Regions from separate parts of the Mus musculus genome. Here region 2 is linked to region 1. Evidence: chromatin contacts called from public Hi-C data. All regions are on one chromosome and are shown on one strand. The core of a region is the stretch at or near the end of the contact, and the rest is flanking DNA. Distances in the headings are between cores, read along the strand shown.

Evidence for each region. A called contact is a pair of places that touch in the nucleus more often than the background predicts.
Region 2: a contact with region 1 is called in a Hi-C map of regulatory T cells, with 5 times the contacts expected there. The contact joins two enhancer-like sites. A contact is called at or near these places in 1 of 484 Hi-C or Micro-C datasets (regulatory T cells), 2 of 115 datasets of contacts at active chromatin or transcription factors (effector CD8 T cells and memory CD8 T cells) and 1 of 9 other capture datasets (pancreatic islet).

The regions. Positions count from the first base shown.
Region 1 is chr5:23,608,097-23,615,434 of GRCm38.p6, forward strand. All of the region lies in intron 2 of Srpk2 (serine/arginine-rich protein specific kinase 2), which reads right to left. Among named protein-coding and RNA genes, the nearest start is that of Srpk2, 64 kb to the right of the region's middle. Within about 2 kb of position 3,650, at least 18 of the 459 cell types and tissues checked have an H3K27ac peak or open chromatin away from gene starts, as enhancers often do. A contact at or near this core is called in regulatory T cells, where this site is marked.
Region 2 is chr5:24,036,472-24,043,605 of GRCm38.p6, forward strand. No RefSeq gene overlaps it. Among named protein-coding and RNA genes, the nearest start is that of Fam126a, 9.3 kb to the left of the region's middle. Within about 2 kb of position 3,255, at least 144 of the 459 cell types and tissues checked have an H3K27ac peak or open chromatin away from gene starts, as enhancers often do. A contact at or near this core is called in regulatory T cells, where this site is marked.

The DNA.
Region 1 (7,338 bases), core at 2,400-4,899:
TGCTCAGCACTGAGTGCCCAAGGGAAAAACCAATGGACACAGACACGCACTCACCAACATCATCTTCTATATAAATCGTATGCATCTGTGGGTAGTCTACAATCTGTGCTGCCTTTGGGTACACAGATTTCCAAATCTTTTAGTGCCCAGTTCAAAGCACGTACATATTGGATGGACAGACAATAAATATAATCTATGCAAAGCCAATCATGATTTTTTGCAGCCCCATGCTATATAAGAATCTGCTGCAACATCAGTCTAAATGAAGGATGGTCACTACAGTAGTGGCTTCTCTGTCGCCGTTTGTACTATGACAGCTACTGAGCACAGTGTGTTCAGAACTGCTCCTGGTTAAGTCAGAAAACTTAGCAAGTAAGAGAAGACTCCTACTACTGGGCATGCTATCACAGCCTGAGACAAGAGGATCTCACGTTCCAGGCTAACCTTGCTTATACAGAAAGACCTCCGTCTCAAGGACAAAAATGAGCCAGAAAGATGGCTGTCAGGGGAGTGCTTGCTGTGCAGGTCTAACGACCTCAGTTTGACCCCAGAACATACCCAAAGGTGGAAGAGGAGAGCAGAGCGCACAAAGCTGTCTGCAGACAACCATATGTTCACCATGGCACATCAGCACCACATGCGCACACCATGCACACGCAAACACAGGGTACCTTTGAGTGAGTGAAGAACAGAGAGAAGGTTCTGAGAGAAAAGGAGATGAAGTGCATTCTCAGAGTTTTATGGCATCTCTACATAAGTCTCACTCAGGGAGCCTTGCCATTGAGCCTCACTGACAGCAAGCTCGGGGCTTGGGCCGTGCTCTCTCATGCAGGAAAGTCTAGATAGGACATAACACTGTGTCTTAGGGTGAGACCCACTTGTTCCATTTCTGGTGGGGATAGGAAATTTTCTTTTGAAAAAACAAATAGGATTTAGAATACCATTAAGTGTGATATAGCCTGTATTTTACTTCAATTAAATGTAAACAAAATGACAAGGTAACCGTTAGTACTGTGTGAACTATGTGACCAAAAAGCAACAGATGGTATCTGAAACATTGACACTATGGGGAAACATTTGGTTTAATGTTGCTTTTGAGGAGAATAATGGAAAAGCATTCAGATTTATTAAAATTTCTATTTCACATTAAAATAAATGTAAAAATTTAACATTAAACTACATGAGACAAAAACCTAAGATTTGTACACTTGATAATTTACAAGAGTTGATATAAAGTAGTTGTAACTATAATTTAATCTATGCCTGTGACAAAGAATACAGTATATCCACAGTCTTACCACAAAGTTCTTAATTTAGAAACTGCAAATCCCACACATATAATCACAGGTTGAGTCTAAGAGCGCAGGTGCTCACAGCCCAGGTCACAGATTACCTTTATCCTAAGAACCATGGGATACAGGTGAAGGGTTTTTAGAACAGAAGAACTCTGCCAAACAGATTTAGGTTTGAAATGGTTTATAGTCCATGATGTGACCAACCTTCCCAACATCAGAAATCAGACAAAATCAAAGTGTAGACTGGTAACAAATATAATAGTGTAGGAAACAAAGCATATCATTGCCCACAGAAGGAAGGGCAGCTCAGATAAATGCCTACTTTTTTTTTAACCAGAAATTACATGGCCAAACTACACTTTTATGCTGGTTCAGGATAATTTTAAAAGCAAGCACAACTTTAAAAGTAAACAGTTTAAAAAGTCTAACTACGTCACAAGACTGACTCATCCCCCAGGCCTCAAAAGTAGGCTCTTTCTTACATGATTTACAAAGTGAGCTTCTAAGAGGATTCACCTGAGTAATGATTTTGCTATGGAAAACAAATCTGAAAGGTAATGTTAGCATGCACACCCTTGAGGACCTCGTAACGATGATACTCAGTGGGAAATGGTACCTCAGAGGATGGGTCCTGTGACTCTGGCTACATTCTCATGTTCACCCCCTTTATAACACCTGTCCTCAACACTTCCCCCAGCTGCTTATAAACCTAGAATCAATAAAAATGTACAGAGGTTCATTTACCAAATGCATTCATACAACTGCTCATATCAACACTATTCATAATCCCACAGCCACAAACAAGAAATAGCCCTTAACATCCATCAACAGGTGAAATGGATAGACGGAGACCCCCAAACCTTGGACTGCAGAGACCAGATACATGAAGCACGTGTGTAACATGGAAGAGGACACACATGGAACTGTGAGGAAGGGGAGTATCATGTCTCTTTTCTTAATTCACCTTGGTTCTGGGGACTGAGCCAGGGCCCCTGTCACGCCAAGCACAGGCCTTCCCACCAGGGCACAGCTTCCTTTTCCTCGCCGCTCTCTCTAATTCCCCCACATATTACTTCACTTACCACTGCACATTATTTCTGAGTGTCTCCACTGCATTATGCTCAAGAATCCCTGCAGGGAAGACCACAGCGCAGGACATTTTCTACCTCTCAGATCTTCAAGACACTGCAGCCCAAAAGCCCAGTGCTTAAGCAGTGCTCCACATCCTTAGGTCTCTCTGTTTTCAAACATAACTTTTAAAATGCTCCCAGCGTTATCTGTCCAAGCAAATGAAGCTCACTGCTTTCTATCTAAATGTCTGAGAGGAAGCTCTCTCACTCCTGCTTCTTAATTCACCTAAACCTCTCACACACAGCTCACAGCCAAAATACAAGCAAAAGGGGCAAGCCATACAATCTAGTAGTAGAGGCGTAATCAAAATCTCAAAGGATGCTGTACCATGTATGTGACCCCAGCACGTGAACATCAAACATTTCCCAGCCATCTGATTTGGCTTCCTGTAACCAAGCATGGAAAAATTTTTTTGAGGGTTTCTATTTATACAGATTCAAAACAGAAACAACTGAATAGACATATGCAAAAATGAAATCAAATCCTTACATCAATATTAAAACCCAAAATGTATCTCAAGCTCTGAGTCTGACGTCAGCCTGGTCTACAAAAGTAGGTTCTAGGACAGCCAGAGCTACACAGAGAAACCCTGCCTCAAAACAACAAAACAAAAACAAGAGGAGGAAATATATAACTTCTTAAAAAAAAAAAAAAAGGTAGCACAAAATCTAAGCAGCCCCAGGCTTGGTAAAGATTATTATATATCACACAAAATTATAAACTAAACTTTAAAAACATACACACAAAATTGTATTTCATATGGTTTGTGAAATCCCATTAATTTCCATTAAAATACTAATAAATACTAAATATAAATAAGCACTCAGCCACTTCTGACTCATTCTATCACTCAGGGGAAAAAACAAAAAACAAAAAAACCAGTCTATCCTGTAGAGAAACTAAGAAAGCAGTGTCAGGGTGAGGCTCGAGAGAGGAAAGTACACTCATCAATGCACGTGGCTAGGAGCCATGGCGGGGAAGGAAGGGAAGAGGACAGCAGCCCCTGTACTGATCAGACCTCGGGACACAGCCTAGAATAAACAAGGGGTAACCTGCTCTGCGCCTTGCCATCAAATTCCCCTCCTCGCTATTTGTCAAGGTTTCTTTGTGTGCTCTAAATAAGAAAGAAAAGTAAAGGACACACGTGCACAAACGTACACTGTCCACATGGCATGCCCTTGTACAGAGTAGAGACAACATGCCATCCTGTCACTTCTCAGCAAGGCTTCTTACTCAGCACTGGTACAACACAGGCCACAACATGATGGCCATGATACCAGTCATGATTTTCTCTCTTCCTTATTTCTCCATTCACAATAAAGGTAACTAGCAACTATAGATTCAGTGTTTATTTGCTGACTACTAGGATGCCAAAGACCTTCATTACGACATTTAAAATGTCACACCAAGTACAAAGAGCTTGTCCTTTTACATCCTGCCCAGAGCAAGCTTAAACCTCATAAAGCATTCGGTGACCGAGAGCTCATCCTGCTCCCCGGCCCCGCCCCTCGTGCTATTGGGGTACCTGGTTCAGTTCCCAGCACCAACAACCGAGCCACCATCAGGAGACATGATGTCTGGGTTGTTTAGTAATTGCTACCATTTTCCTAGCTGTGATTACTATTCCTCCTCTTCACCATGTGTTCCAACCCACAACCTCCGGAAGTGCTACAGCTGGAACAAAGCAAAAGAGGTGAGAGATGAGGAGGTGAGCTTTGCCAGTAACTATTCTGTTGACTTTATTACACTAAATGGGAGCAAACAAAAAACCATGTCTAACAGCATCATTACAATGCTAACAAATCAATGTGCTCACTCATTCAGCAAGTACTCGATTCTACAGAAGACATATTTGTAGTGGGATTTATTCCTGGACCCTCCAGGACTCTGGAGCAGCAGAAATCCCATCCTAACAGGCCACAGGACATGTCACCTGTTTTTAAATTATCATTCACTCAGTAACATTGTCTGTTGTTAATCTTTAAAGAGGTAAGCTGAAATTTTTTTTTCTCTCTTCAAGACACAACATCTAAAACCAAACTGTAGCTGAGCTGAGCTGAGCTGCACTAATTCCGACCTGTGAGTAGCCTTCCTAAACGGAGCACATGGACTGCGCATCTCTCCTACTGAGGTACGTTCTGAGTCTCCACTATTTCATCTAAGCTAAAAGCCTAACTTCCAAACTATTTTCAAGAGCTACTGACAGTAATATTAACAGACCCCAGCTATTGGGATCTCTTAGTAGACTCCATTATAATTTTACTTTGGACTAATTCTATGTTCAAGGAACAAGTCCTCAAAAGTCTACAAAATTAAAATAAGTTAATGTTTTATAATGCTTTTCTATTTTAGAAAAGTGTATGAACAAAAAGGCTCCAGTCAATATTACTAGCTTTCTCAGGATGGCTCTTTCCACATAGTGGGTTAAATGTGTAAGATGCAAGGGTTACTAAACCCACCCCAGCAGAGGCTCCACCCAGGCTTACGACACTGCATTCAGAAGTCCTGCCCTGCCAAGAGCACTCTCAGGAAACCCTCTACACTACAGGGACAGGGTACAGGAATGATGCCTTCTGGTGCCACATAGCTTATCCCTCTGTGGAAAAAGAAACCAGGCTGCTCTGCCGAACCTACTGACAGGCATCTGGAACCATGCCGCAACCTAAGACAATCTTAAAGGTCTTAGAGTACTATTCATAAAACCATAACTCAATTATTTTTCTCTTTTTAAACCAAGTCATTTTTTAAGAGATCAAATAGAAATAAAATAACTGGTCAGGCAGTGGTGGCGCGCGCCTTTAATCCCAGCATTTTGGAGGCAGAGGCAAGTGGATTTCTGAATTCGAGGCCAGCCTGATCTACAGAGTGAGTTCCAGAACAGCCAGGGCTACACAGAGAAACCCTGTCTAAGAAAGGAAAGGGAAAGGGAAAGGGGCAAGGGGCAAGGGGCAAGGGGCAAGGGGCAAGGGGCAAGGGGAAAGGGGCAAGGGGAAAGGGGCAAGGGGAAAGGGGAAAGGGAAAGGGGAAAAGGGAAAGGGGAAAGGGAAAGGGAAAGGGAAAGGGGAAAAGGGAAAGGGGAAAAGGGAAAGGGGAAAAGGGAAAGGGGAAAAAGAAAAGAAAAGAAAAGAAAAGAAAAGAAAAGAAAAGAAAAGAAAAGAAAAGAAAAGAAAAGAAAAGAAAAGAAGGAAAGGAAAGGAAAGGAAAGGAAAGGAAAGGAAAGGAAAGGAAAGGAAAGGAAAGGAAAGGAAAGGAAAGGAAAGGAAAGGAAAGGAAAGGAAAGGAAAGGAAAGGAAAGGAAAGGAAAGGAAAGGAAAGGAAAGGAAAGGAAAGGAAAGGAAAGGAAAGGAAAGGAAAGGAAAGGAAAGGAAAGGAAAGGAAAGGAAAGGAAAGGAAAGGAAAGGAAAGGAAAGGAAAGGAAAGAAAAGCTGATTAACAGTAATTGAATAATGTGACAAATGCTATCATGATATTATAAGGTATTGCACATCCAGGGCAAGACAGAGGTATTAGATAATAAACTGTTTATACTTGAGATTATTATTTTACAGATCTTTTAAAAATTAGCCACTTTCGCAGGGCATGGTGGTGCACGCCTTTAATCCCAGCACTCGGGAGGCAGAGGCAGGCAGATTTCTGAGTTCGAGGCCAGCCTGGTCTACAAAGTGAGTTCCAGGACAGCCAGGGCTAAACAGAGAAATCCTGTCTTGAAAACCAAAATAAATAAATAAATAAGCAAGCCATTTTCACAGGATTCACCCAAGACCATCTGAAAACACAGATATTTACATTATAATTCATAACAGCAAAATTACAGCTATAAAGTAGTAACAAAAATAATGTTATGGTTGGGGTCACCACAGCATGAGGAACTGTATTGAAAGGGCACAGCATTAGAATTGAGAACTACTCTTTTAAATAAATTTAAAAATCAAATGATACCGATTTTAGTGAAATGGAGAGGAAAGGGGCATTTTGTTTTAATATACTTTAATTAAGTAAACAGCTATTATGCTTACAAAGTTTTGAATTGATGCATAAATCATACTCACCACCTAAGTGAGACTATCACACCTGCTTAATATAACTCTAGGCACCTGCTAAAACCAGCAAGGCAAGCTCCAGCATACCATGCACAAAGTCACCCTCAACAGCAATCGGTCTCTAAGCTTTATAATTATGACAACAGGTGCTCTCTTTTCTTTCAAATGACCACAAGAGCCTAAGTATGTAAAATCATGAAAACACTTGAGAATATGTTTCCATAGAATGAGTTTAGTCAGAAAAAAATTAACTTGTTTTTAAGAGACATTCATCTTCTGTGCTCAGCCGTCAGTTTACCAGTAAAGAACTCACACTACCCCAGAAGGACGCATCACTACTGCGGTCCTCTCATTCAGTACACTGCTAGTTCAAAACTCCAACACCTCAGCTGATGCTTGGGCAGCTCACGGTGCACGTCCCTGTGTCTACTGCTCCCATCAGCACCAGTTTTCTGGCAGGTTTTCCCAAGGCTGAAGATTCCTTTTGTAGCTCAACAAACAGAATCAAAATTGAAATCAGGTGGCTAGCCACAAACCAGAAGTTACAAGGGTCAAGAAAAATAAGCACAAAACTTCTTACTTTTGATTTTTTATCTCTACAGAATGTAGCTACATCTTCATTTGTAACCAAAGTTGTAACCACAGGCTTTACACCTAATGATGCTAAAAGTCAGTAAAACCTCTCTGCCCTCAGAGCAGCCTCCTGAAACTAGCACTCAGTTTGTCATGGAGGATCAGCTAGTTTCTGGTTTGGTTTTAACAATATTTCTCCTGTTATCATTTCTTTACCACCAAGTAATTTTCCACATTATTTTCCTAAATTTTCAGTCTATGAACAACATGCCCTAAAAATTAGAAAAAGATAAATCAAC
Region 2 (7,134 bases), core at 2,005-4,504, 430 kb after region 1:
CATGAGAGGGATAAAGGAGAAAGCCAGTCCCTTGTCATGCTGGTGTGGTTCCCTGGGACTAAGTTGCAGGCTTCAGCAAAACCATTCTTTCTGACCTCGTAGCTTTCATTCGCCTGTTCCTTTCCTCCCAAAGGCCAGCCATACAAATTAGAAACGATCTCTAGTCTTTCCCTGCTTTTCAGTCCTAGAGCTGGCCGTAGGGACATACTCTTACATTCCCTGTCTCATAGCAGACCCTTAGACCCCCATTTTGGAAGGATGTTGTCATACACCTGGGAGAAAAGAGTGCCGCCCAGAGACACCAAGAGGAATCTGAACAGACAGGCTTTGCTGGGTTCCCCCCTCTGTCTGTTAGCAGTAGACCATGCCTGTCCAGTCACACTTCTACATGCCATGACTTCAGTCCATGCTTCAGTCATGCTTACGCAACAGACTCCCATGAGAACCCAGAAGGGCAGGCTTCGGGAACGTCTGGACTGAACGTGTGGAGGCTTGCAGAAGTCTGAGAGAACTCATGCACCCAACTGCAAGGCACAGAGGCTCCTGCCCTGGAGACCAGAGACACCTCCCATCCAGGCTCGTGCATCTCTTTGTCTACCTGCTTATCTGTTTGGCTTTAAATATTCATAGGAAACTAGTAGGCATAGTAATATTAATGTTTCCCTGGGCTCTATGGGTCTTTTAAAGCAAATTAGTCAAACCTAGGAAGAGGTTATGAGAGCTCCAAATGTAAGTCTGATAATCAGAAATTTTGAAGGCCTGTATTTTTTCCTGGCATCTGAGCCTCTCAGCCTTAGGGAGGAAAAAAAAGTCAGAACTGAGGTATAGTAGAAAACGCTCATCTTGTATTTGTCACACAGCTGCTTGCTGGCTTGCTGGCGGGGAGAAGTCCTCACACATTTTGGGATCATGGGGGATGATCTGTGTCATGGGTGTGTAGAAGGAAAACCTGAGTTGTTCTGTCTCTTCAGATGGGTAAGCTAGATGGATCTCATTTTGCAAAGAGAATTTACTCTTCAATGTTCCTTATACATATTCCTAGAAATAATATCCCAGGGAAGAAGAAGAGAGCAAACTCCAAATCTTAAATGGAAAAGAAAAGACCAGTGCTAGGGTGCAACTCAGCGGCAGAGCATTTGTCTGGCACACGTAAAGCCCTGGGTTAAATCCCAGGGCAGTAAGCACTCTTAAGTTAAACTGTCATCATAGGAATTTGAAAGGGAAGAAATTACTTTCTCTTGTCTTTTAGGAAAGGAGTTCACCTCTGTCATACTTATTGATAAGCCATAAAGATACGTCTGAGAATTCAAATGACTCACTCCTCTCAAGTAACTGAAAATGAAAATACCCTTGTTATCTCCTAAGATATGATATTAGCCAGTGTCTCCCAAAAGAATTATTGTTGAAGGAGGACTATCATGTCTCTTTTGTAAGTTGTCTCTTTGGAAATATTTTGTGATCTAGTAAAAAGACATTTTCTTCATCACACTAGAAAGGTATGAAGCTTTATAATAACAGTTATAATAACTGTGACAATGTCACAGTTTCACAAGAAGACAAACCAGCATTGCACAAACATGGAGAAATCACAACCTTTGTTTCTTCATACGTTTTCATTTTACTAAGTGTTCTAAAAGATGTCTCATAAAAGATTTATTTTATTTTTAATTATGTGTATACATGCATGTATGTGTCTGTGTGTGGATATGGGCATGTGTGTGCAGGTGCCCATGGGGGCACTGAATGGCCCTGAAGCTGGAGTTAAAGGTTGCTGTGGGCAGCCTGTGGGTGTGGGAAATAGAACTCAGGTCCTCTGCAAGAGCAGTGTGCATTCTTAACCACTGAGCCATCTCTCCAGGTCACAATGTTAAGTTGTATAATCAAATAAGAGGAAGTACAAATTATTTTTTTTAAGATTAGGCAAAATCAGACTGTACATTGCTGGTTGTTAATTCTTCCTAAGTGAACTTCCATTAAACATTCTTCCTTTTTACTCTTAGCCAATGCATTATTCAAACTTCTCTAAAAGGCACTCCTCCAGCACTCCGGAGGCAGAGACAGAGGCGGGAGGATCTCTGTGAGTTCCAGGACAGCCAGAGCTACATACAGAGAAACCCTGCCAGAGAAGAGAAGAGAAGAGAAGAGAAGAGAAGAGAAGAGAGGAGAGGAGAGGAGAGGAGAGGAGAGGAGAGGAGAGGAGAGGAGAGGAGAGGAGAGGAGAGGAGAGGAGAGGAGAGGAGAGGAGAGGAGAGGAGAGGAGAGGAGAGGAGAGGAGAGGAGAGGAGAGGAGAGGAGAGGAGAGGAGAGGAGAGGAGAGGAGAGGAGAGGAGAGGAGAGGAGGGGAGGAACCAAGGAAGGTGCTCCTGAATCCTACAAAGAAGCTCCTGTTGGTGCATGCAACCAAAAGACCTCACTAGGGAATGTTCAGTATAGAACCGTGAGCCTGTCCATCAGTTTGCATTGCCAGATGAGATCCCAGGCAACAGAAAATATGCTGGTAAATGTGATAAACAATGACTGCCCCAGAGGAAGTTGAACTGTGGTTTGTCTTGAGTCCCCTGCAGTAATAAAATGCTTGGCCCACAGAGGAAGTTCAGAAACACAAATTAAAGGAGCACATAAAATGACGGCAAGCTTTCTTCCCCCGCCTCATTTTGGTTTATGGTTTCTTTTCAGATTTGCACACTTCTCTGCATAGCCACGGGGTACATGTTGGGAAATGGGAGGGGCCCCGTTTCCCACCACTCGCTCTGTTCACAAGAACAATATATTGCAATTATGTTTAGCTTCATATTTCGTTGGGTGCCACCTTAAATATCTCCAAAATACTTAAATAAATATTTCCCATGTATCAGAAAGCAGGAGTAGCAAGGAACACACATCTTTGGTTGCCTTGCTGAGCTCTTTTTAATGCCCAAAGCAACTGAATAAGACAGACACTGGAGGAAGGGTGGGTCATGAGCCCAGCTGCCCAGAGAGGGATGAACAGGATAGTGAGGAGAGGCACACCCCACAGCAGCTCTGGGTTTTAAAGGCCAAGGGAGTCCACCATATGAATAATACTTCCATGTTTTAATTCCGTTCTCATCTGCTTAGTCATCACCACACCCTAATACTTATGCCAAGGAAGTGTCCAAAACAGGGCAGAACATGGCTACAAAATCAGTTACAAAAGCCAGCTTCCGCTTCTCCTTCCACCTGTAAAAGTGACCCGGTTCATCATCACGTGATGTCTCTCAGCCTCTGTCCTGGCAAAGCCAAAGCACACACAATCTTTCACTTTCTCTTTTTACCCCAGCAGAGACATGGTCTGGCTAGCTACTCTGTGTTATTCGTAGGGTGTCATTCTTGAAACCTCTACCCCATAGGCTAGACCATGGCTCCAAGCCTTAAAGTCACCCAAAGATTTTGCTTATGCAGTGTTGGATTTTTTTAGCAAGATCATCTGCCAAAAACTTACAGGAGATTCAATGGTTATTCTTAAGAAAGAATATTGGAAAGAAAAGTGTAGAAATCTGCACTGGATGGGGCTAGAGAGCTCTGAGGACTGTGGACAAGAAGACATGACCCAAGACTGTGAAGAATGAGGGAGACCATTGAAGGAAAGCAGGTGAAACAAAGGATGGAGGTGCGGCAGGCTGTACGGAGCTGGGTTAGTCCCACCAGCTCTGCTACTGTAACATTCTACAGTAGAAATGCAGGGGCTGCAGATGTGGCTTAGTGGTCAAGAGCACCAACTGCTCTTCCGGGGGACCCAGGTTCAAGTTCTAGCACACACATGGCTGCTCACGACCTTCTATAACTCACGTTCTGAGCGATTTGACGCTCTCTTCTGGCTTCTGTAAGCACTACATGCATGTGGTCCGCAGACAAGCAAGCAAGTAAAACACCCATACACATAAAAACAGCAAAAACATCTTTAGAAAATAAGATAATTTTGAAATGCAGTAGTGTGCTGTTCCCTGACAGAGAACGTATTCCAAAACCTTGCCACAGAATGCCTGGGTATATGAGCCCAATATCAAACCCTATACATACTATGGGTTTCTCTCAATATATGTATACCCATGATGAAGTCTAGCTCATAAATTAGGCAAATTGAGAAATAGACAACAATAATCTAATAAAAATAATTTCAGTATATTCTGTAATTTTACTACCACCATCACTATGTTTATACATTGGGGATTATTAAGTAAAATGAATGGTGCTTGAACAAGGCTGTGATAGTGAGACAGTCCAGATTCTAAGACAGCTCTAGGGGCTAATGGGCAGGCAGCACACATGGTGCTGAACAAACAAATGCTTCCTGTTCTTGGTGGTAACCAGCAGACCAGCCTAAGATTTCACTGTGCTGTTCAGAGTGGCTCAACATTTAAAACTCATAGTGACTCATTTCTAGGATCCCCACTAATATTTTCATACTACTATGGACCATGGGCAACTGAAAAGTTAGGAAACAAAATCTTGGGTGAGGCAGGGGGACTACTGTACAACATATATGTTAAAAAAAGTAAAATACCAAAACTACAGTTTACTCAACAGTATCACTGGGGACACTCTGCAACCAAGTTAAAAACCATGCTGACCAACTGCGATCCCAGTTGGATCTATTGCCAACCACCGTCCCGTGTCACCGTCCCCAACCCCACCCCGCCAAATCACTTTAGTTTACCTCTACCTGTTCAATTTCATGAGGTGAAATCATATGGGACTTAGACTTTCAGCTCTGTCTTTGTCTCTCAATATTGTTTTTGCAGACTCCATATGCTTCCTGTAGCTCTGGTTGGTTCATGTCTATCCCTGCATACTGCTTTCCTATATGAATATGCTTTGGCTTCTTGGGCCATTTGAGGGGACATCTGTGTGACTTTTCATCCTTGGGGAAGGCACTGTGACAGAGAATGTCTTTGGGAGCATCCTGTGCACGCCTCTGGCTCACATGTACTTGCACTTTCCTGGTACACGGCTAAGAGTGGAAACACTGGCTGGGGGATCAGCACAATCTCTCCTTTACCGATTCTGCCAAATCACTTTCCAAACTGCTTGTACCTCTTACACACCCACAGTTGCTCCACATTCTTGCCAATATTTGAAGTATCAGTCTTTTAAATTCTAGCTATCCAAGTGGGTGTGTATAACACTATCTCATTGTGGGTTTAATTTGCATTTCCTTGATGACTAATTTCTACCTTTTCATGCTATGCTGTTTTAAAGTATCTCTGCTTGTCTGTGTTATTGCAAATCACTGCTCAGCAGCATTTAGATGCAGAAGCAATAATTATTTATTAAGTCCCAATGGAGAGTCATAGTCTACATGTGTTTAATGCCTGCCATCCGTGAAGCTTCTGAGTGTTTCTTCTTGGTTGGGTCTTGGTTAAGCTGCATGGTATATCATCATGAACATTGTGTAGAAAGTGATTCCAAGTGAAGAATGTCCTAGTAGGGGTGAAGGAAACAGGGTAGGATGGGATTGAGTGTGGAAAGTGGATTTTCAAACTTTATAGGTCTAAAAGAGTGGAGGACAGTTTGCAAAAGCCATAACACAAGAGGGTAATTAATGGTGTTACCAAGAACACCGGTTCTCATAAATGAGAGAACGTTGAACTGGTGTAGGGTGGTACTCAGAGTAAGTGTGGCCTGGGAAGCCCTTGATGGTGAATGACTCCGACAGCTCTGTGGGCAAATCCCTGATAACATGACATACTTTGAGAGCCAGATGTGGTTAACTGGCCTTGAATTCCACCTAGTCGTTTTGTGTAGAGGTGATAGGGAAGCCGATGAGCGGCTTTTAATGGTTTTAGAAGATGCTGTAAATTTCCTTCCAGGGCATCTCAATAGAAAGGCAATACCTCTCTATCCGTGGGGCCTCTCTATGCTGCTTCTAATCCTGGCTGAGCGTGACGTATGAATATTCCATCTAAGATCAACTGACCAGACTGGGATGGGGTCAGTGTGGAAAGAGTAGCTAGAAATGATAATGAAGGAGAACATTTAGGACTATACACTAAGCAAAGGTGAACAGTTAGCTACACCTCCATGAGTGGCCCCACGCATCACATGAACACCCACCTCAGTCAGACAGGGATGGTTTATTGAATGCTCACCCTAAGACTCATTGATCAGGACCATAGCTCACACAGAGGCTGAGCCACAACATTGAACATCTTTCTCTGTCAGCTTATAAAGGAAAAAAAAAAAAAAAACATAAAAGTCACAGTGAGCTCAAATGCAGGTGTAGGAAGTGCTGCCTGGTGGTCGGCTCTGACTCAAGCCATTTTAGACAAAACAGTTCATATTGACCTTAAATTTGATGGGTCTTACGTAAAGCTTTGTGGGATTTCTTAAGATTAACAAACCTTAGAACATACCCAACTTAACAGGGTATGTGGTCAGGATGACCCTGTTCTGAATCAAGTTATTTTTCTGTGTCAATGACTAGCAGGCATATTACAGCCACATGGAACAAAATGGCTACTGCTATGCTGGGGCAGGGGGCAGACCTGAACACCTCTCTTTAGCAGATCCCCTGCTGAAATCTCACTGAAAGGAAAACCCTAAAGACAGGCAGATCTTGACTGAGCAGAGGGCCAAGGGCAGGCTAAAGTGTGAGGGGAAAAGGAGGGATGGACTGAAAGGGAAGAAGGGGAAGTTGGAAGGAGATGAGCATAGAGTCACCCACAGAAGTCATGCACTCCTTGGTTTCCCCTAAAGCCAGCCTTCAACCTAAAGGTCCTTTCTTTCCCCTTGGGCAGCCTGAGCTGTGACCCGTCCTAATGAAACCAACATTTTGCCATCCTTAGCACCCATTCAAATTGCCACAGAGCACCCCTGGGCACATTTAAATGAATCATATTGATCAATCTTGGTGCACCAGTTTGTCAGACGCCCCCAGCTGGATCAAAGAGTAATATTTAGGCTCATGCTGGTCAGATTTGTAGCAGCAAACTGAATACCTGACACAGGCTACTTCAGAAGTTGGGGTTCATTTGCTCATGGATTTGGAGTTTGAACTACAAGCGGCATTGTGCAAGTTCTCATGCTGTGGCTGACACCTGTCTTCACTGCCTCATGACACAGATAGCAATGTCAAGGACAGGTGGGAGCAAGCCATTGCATCAAACCAGGAGCAAA